2 separate regions of the Ovis aries genome follow, and region 2 is linked to region 1. The links are chromatin contacts, called in public Hi-C maps. All regions are on one chromosome and are shown on one strand. The core of a region is the stretch at or near the end of the contact, and the rest is flanking DNA. Distances in the headings are between cores, read along the strand shown.

Evidence for each region. A called contact is a pair of places that touch in the nucleus more often than the background predicts.
Region 2: a contact with region 1 is called in a Hi-C map of liver, with 2.0 times the contacts expected there. The contact joins the promoter of DDX20 here to the enhancer-like site in region 1. A contact is called at or near these places in 4 of 16 Hi-C or Micro-C datasets (hypothalamus, liver, omental adipose tissue and 1 more).

Annotation. Positions count from the first base shown.
Region 1 is chr1:88,900,903-88,903,955 of ARS-UI_Ramb_v3.0, forward strand. It overlaps a transcript of TMIGD3 not described here and a transcript of ADORA3 not described here. Among named protein-coding and RNA genes, the nearest start is that of C1H1orf162, 6.9 kb to the left of the region's middle. Within about 2 kb of position 1,574, at least 17 of the 54 cell types and tissues checked have an H3K27ac peak or open chromatin away from gene starts, as enhancers often do. A contact at or near this core is called in liver and tail adipose tissue, where this site is marked.
Region 2 is chr1:89,176,777-89,179,829 of ARS-UI_Ramb_v3.0, forward strand. DDX20 (DEAD-box helicase 20) reads left to right here and starts at 1,438. Exons shown (of 11, transcript XM_004002323.6): 1 at 1,438-1,760; 2 at 2,406-2,500. The coding sequence starts at 1,460.

The DNA of each region.
Region 1 (3,053 bases), core at 324-2,823:
TAAATTTCCTTTGTAAGCCATAAACAAGAAAGATCATTCATAAAAGTAAGCAAATAAAAGATGGGAAGGCTGACCTGAACAGCTAACCGAAAGTACTATTTTATTAAGAATGGCTAATTAAAACATGTTCATGGTTTATGAATGAAAAAATAAAGGGATAACATAGAAAGACCAGAAATAGACCAAAAGTTCCACACGAGGAAATTTAGAGTATGATGAAGCTGGTATATCAAATCATTTGGGGAAAATTAGTTTATTCATAAATGGTGTTGAGAAAATTAGGTAGTCATGAAGATGAAAATAAGATCAGATCTATATCGTACTCCTTTTTTCAAAATTCCAGATATGTCAAAAATTTAGCTAAAAAAATCATAAAAGTGCTTGAAGTGAATATGGGAGAACTTTGGAAAACAACAAAGTGAAGCGTGCCTTTGAATACATGACGCATGGTCAATAAAACAGAAAGGACTGATTGACTTAGCTTACAAAGTACCGTTCAAGAGACAAACGGCAAGCTGGAAAAATACTTGCAGAGCATCTCATAGGCAAAGGGCTGATCTTCCCAACATATATGAGTTCCTATAAACCAATAAGGAAAAAAATCGACAACTCAATAGAAAAGTAAAAGAATGGATAAGGTTAGGCTATTAGCAGAAAAGGAAATATAAATGGCTTCAAACATACGAAGAGATACTCAACTTTACTCTGTAAGGTAAATCATAATTAGAACTATAATTAGATGATAAGTTCTGTCAGTAAGATCCGCAAAATTCAAAAAGCTTGCTAACAAACTGGACAAGATTGTGGAGAACTAAAACACATGTATACTACTGGTGGGAGAGTGAGTTGATACAACTACTATGAAAGGCATTTTGGCAACAGCCAACATTTTAAATTCTGTTTCAAAGAATGTATCGTATTTAAACATGTGGAAGTCACCTGTCATTTGAACTGCAGCATTCATCAAATAGACTAAAACTAAGTGAGGCTTGCTATACTCTAAATACTATTCTGAGTGCTTGGCATGTGTTCATGGAATCCCCGCAAAACATCAGGAGGTCGCAGCAGTTATTATTCTCATTTTTGGTACAGAAATGGAGGCACAAGGAGGTCAAACAACTTGCCTGAGCTCACAGTCACACACGAATACTGAATCCATACCTGTATTTACATATGTTTAGTCTCTCTCTGTAAGAAACATCATTAATGGTTTTAGTAATTGCTCTCTTCTGGGGAGGGGAACCTGATAACTGAGGGACTGAGGGGCAGAGGTGGGAAGAAGTATGTTTTCCTTTAAAAACCTTTTTTTGTAACTTTTGAAGTCCTTCATTTACCTTGTTGAAGATTTTCAGAGAGCCTGATACCTAGTGTTCGCATTCCCCACCTGAATTCTAGACCAAGAGAGACATAAGAGGACTCAGCAGACAGAGATCAAAGCAGCATCTTTATTACAAACATAGGAAAATATAAGCATAAACCCATAGCTGCAGAACCCTGAACTCCGTGCAGTAAGGCAAGTAAGCCCTGCCCCTCCCCACAACCCAAACTGCAGCTCAACTGCGCTCAGGAGTTGCGAAAGATACCGTGTGCTCTTGAAATCTGCACCCAGGGGATTAAAAAAGGAAGGGGAAGGGCAGAGCAGTCACTTCTGGTTCCTGCTCCCAGACTCATTAGACAAATCACTCCACTCTGCGGGGGCGTCCCTCACTGAGGAGTGCCCACCAACGGAGCTCAGTCCACGGGGAGGAAAGCTTTTTCTACAAATCTCTCTTAAAAATACATTAAGTAATATTTTTGAGAATCAAGGTAAGAAAATTAAGGTTCAAAGAGATGAAATAATTTACCCAGTGTCTCCCAGCTAGTGAGCAACAGAACAAAATTTAAACCCTCTGACTTCAAATTCCTTGCTTCTGGCCTCCACCGCAAGCTGTCCCAGACCCCATTCAGTGGCAGAGAAACTAGAAAGGTCAAGTTAGATGATCTATTCTAGGGAGTATGTTCGCTCTCAGATGGAGCAGCTGCTCCTGACAGCTGCATTTTGAGGGGAAGATAGAGGAAGTGAGAGTTGATAAAGGAAGGGCTCCCTCTGTGGAGAGCCAGTTTAGGGAAATAGTCTTGGGAAGAGATAGCAGTGCCACAGCGCGGTCGGCCGCATGAGGGCAGCAGAGCGCCAGGAATGCCCTTCTCCCGCGCGCTGGCTGTGTTGGTAGGGGAGGACTCAGTTTCACCTGAAACTGAGCAGACTTCAAACAATTCTACCAACCCTGAAGTTAGAAGCCTCATCAGCTTTCCAGTTCAGGGCCAGTACCTTATGAACAGCTTGCCAGAAGATGTATAACCAGCGTCCTATGGCCACCCAATACATGAAACGTCAGATTAATTCCTCTTCCCTGTTTTATTGAAACTTCCTAATTTTAACAGCACAACCCTGCATTTACAAAGTCTTGATTTTTTTTGTCTCCCTATCATGAAAAGTGGCACACAACTAGCCTTGCTGAAAGACGAAATGAGTAAATAATTGACCACAGATTCAACAAGTCTTTGGTATGGGGAGAAAACAGGCTGTGAACTCAACCGTGGAACCAGAACCAACCCGTAGGATTCCCAAAGGAAATAGTTTTCCAGATAGGTAAGTGTGCATCTTCCAAGATGTCTATGGATGTCTTCATCTGTCATGGAAAATTGATGTCTGCTCTCTTGCCTTGTAGGATGTCCTAACCCACCCAGCCAAGGATGGATTAAAGTGAAAGTGAAGTCACTCAGTCATGTCTGACTCTTTGCGACCCCATGGACAGTAGCCTGCACCAGGCTCCTCCGTCCATGGGATTTTCTAGGCAAGAGTACTGGAGTGGGTTGCCATTTCCTTCTCCAGGGAATCTTCCGGACCCAGGGATCAAACCCAGGTCTCCCGCATTGCAGGCAGACGCTTTACCGTCTGAGCCACCAGGGAAGTCCCAAGGATGGATTGCTGTTTGCAAAACCAGTGGGCTAGTGGCTTCTTTGTGCAAATTTAACACATGGCCACAGGAGAAGGATTCGGACTTTTGGTGTTG
Region 2 (3,053 bases), core at 188-2,687, 280 kb after region 1:
TAGGTGAATGAAAGAGGTAGGGTACTAGGAGGAAGTCTGAAACCTTTACTGCTCACTCCCAACAGGCCCCCTTCTTTCACAGGAACAGTTGATAATTAGCGTTTTATAAATTTCTAAGAAAAATGCATCTGAGGACCCCTTCCCAATGAGATTACCAAGCCAAACTCCTCCTACCTCTTTTGGAATCTGAATCATCATTGTGCGTGTGTGAGAGGGAAAGAGAGACAGAGAGAGAGAGAGGGGAAGTGTAAACTGGTGAGAGAGAATGACCAGAATTATGATATCAGGATAAAGGCAAAAGTTGGGGTTAGATGCAGAATTATCTTTAGATTTGGAATTGTAAGATTAGGTTCCAGAAACATTAACATTGGGAGTTATGATTCAGACTTTGTTATAGGAACTCATTTGTTCAATAAATATTGAGCACTTACTCTGGGTCAGATTGCTTTTTTCCAACAAGGGATATTGAAGAGAACAAGAGAGAATAGATCTCTGTCATAGAGTGGGGAGGACAGACAATAAACACGATTTCAGCTAGTGATAAGTACCATGAAAAAAAATAAACCAGACCATGGGAATAGAGTGATGAGAAAAGCTGGGGAGCTGCCAGGATGAGGGAGCTATCTCGGGGTGTTCAGGAAAGTCTTCTTTGAAAAGGTAATGTTTGAGCTGAGACCTAAAGTTGTTCTTGAGATGGTGGTGGGGAGGGATAGGAGCAACACACAGAAAATGTTAAATTTGACGTTAGACATCGAAGTGGAGGTGTTGAGACAGGAGATGGAGGTACAAGTGTGGAGCTCAGAGGTCGGAGGTGGAGATACGAATGTGGGAGCTGTCAGTGCAGTTGCTGGTTCTTATCCGATTTCTTTTATCAGGGCTAACCGTGTGCCAGGCACGGTGCTAGGGGTTGGGGACACAAAGAGGAAACCACACAGACATATATACTATGCAACGTGCTCAACCGTCTCGCTGTATTCCGGGCGCTCTCTGAGAGCGCAGAACAAGGCAGCGAGTTGGGGCGAGACAGGGTGGGGACAGGGAGGGGGCCACCGCGGAGTCCTGGCCCGGAGGCGAGGAGCTTGACGCACAGAACGCGTCACAAAGACAGCGTTGTGAGGCAGCCAACTCTGGGCGCTGGGCGGGGCGGACCCGCCCACAGAGGGCCTTGGGGCGGGGCGGTGCTCCCGTCGCTAGCGCGCGGCGCCCTCTACAGGTCGCAGGCGGCGATACGCCGGTAGCCTTTGCTTTCCTCTCCTCCCTTTTCCCGCCAGCCTCTGGTCACATTTTTGTTGTTGTTGTAGCTGTTTCCGAGTGTTTCTAAGCCTTCAACTTCCCCTCCTTTTCGAGGCCTGGCGTGTCAGTGTCTTCGCGGGAAGACTGCCAATAAAGTTTTTCCTCTTCTCGCTCTCAGGCTCCCAGCCTCGCCCCAAGTACCGCGAGATCCGGCGGCGCGGCTACCATGGCGGCTGCGTTTGAAGCTCCGGCCGCCTTAGCGACCGTGGAGACCGCTATGCCGGCGGAGCGTGTGGCCACGCAGTTCTCGTCCCCGGAGCCAGCCTCCCGGCCGGTGCGGAGCCTGCGGACGGCTCACGACATCAGCGGCCCGCGGACCCGCACTGGGGACGTGCTGCTGGCGGAGCCGGCAGACTTCGAGTCGCTGCTGCTGTCGCGCCCGGTGCTGGAGGGCCTGCGGGCGGTTGGCTTCGAGCGGCCGTCGCCCGTGCAGCTGAAGGCCATCCCGCTGGGGCGATGTGGACTCGGTGAGGGAGGGGACACTGAGGGGCCAGGAGGGCCGAAAGTGGGGGACGCGGGGGCTGGGGGTGTCGAGCCATGGCGAGGGCCGGAAAGGGCCCAGGGCGGCTGCCTGCAGGGGCACGACACCGCATTCCGCGAGCCTCTATTTCCTACACTGTCAAACCGAGGCGCAGTACTGAATTTGGAGATACTTAAGGTCCATTCCACTCTGACAAGTAGGTCTATGTTTGAGAAAAGTAAACAGTAGTAAGGATCTCGGATGAGATCATCCTGGATTAGGGTAGGCCCTAAATCCAGTGATTAAAGCCAGAGATTGGAGTTACACAGCTTCGCGCCAAAAAATGTCTGAGCCATCAGAAGCTGGAAGAGACAGGGAAGAATTGTATTGATAACCATAGAGCCTTTGGAGGGAATGTGACCCTACTGATACTTTGATTTCATACTTCAAACTTCTGGTTCTTAAGCATAAAGAAGAAAAGAAACGGTAGGGGTTCAGGGAGGAGGCCTGTTTCTGGACATGGCTTCATGCTTTTTTAAGAGTTAAGGGTAAAAACCAAAGTGCCAACGATGTGATCTCTCTGGAGACCCTTCTAGTTCTGGGATTGGTACCTAAGTTTCTTCAGTCCTAGCTAACTTTTTTTTCTTCTCAGATTTAATTGTTCAGGCTAAGTCTGGAACTGGGAAAACCTGTGTCTTCTCCACCATTGCTTTGGACTCTCTTGTTCTTGAGAACCTAAGTACCCAGGTGAGTTTAGCTCAGATGACCCAAAGGAAGGTGTGTTATGTGCATTTTACTACACGTCAGATGAAATACCAGTGGCTCCTCAGAGATAGAAGTGAATATACTTGTCATATGCCTCAGTGATCCCCTTGAGGCATATGACAAGTATACGGGGAAAGTAGACACTGAGGCTATTGAGTGGTGGTGGTATGGATGGGATAGTGACCAAATAGAAGTTTAGAGATTTCTGTTATTACTACATGTTAAATTAAACAAGTCTGCCATGTGTGTCAGTTTTGTCATTTCTTGAGAATACAGATAGGGATTTTTTAATGCTTTTATTTGCTCACCAGATTATGGTGAGAGTTAGCATTTTGCCTGATTTGTGGTAATGAGGTGCTTGGCTGTTGTTGGTAACTAGGTGGTTCTTACAGTGAATGTATTATACTGATCTCCCATTTTCTAGATTCCCTCAGAGTATGTCTAAGATGGCTTTACCCAAATTAACAGGAGATTTGGGTTTGGGGATTTCTTCGACAAAGATTTGTTAAAGATAACATGATTTGCCCATGTTATC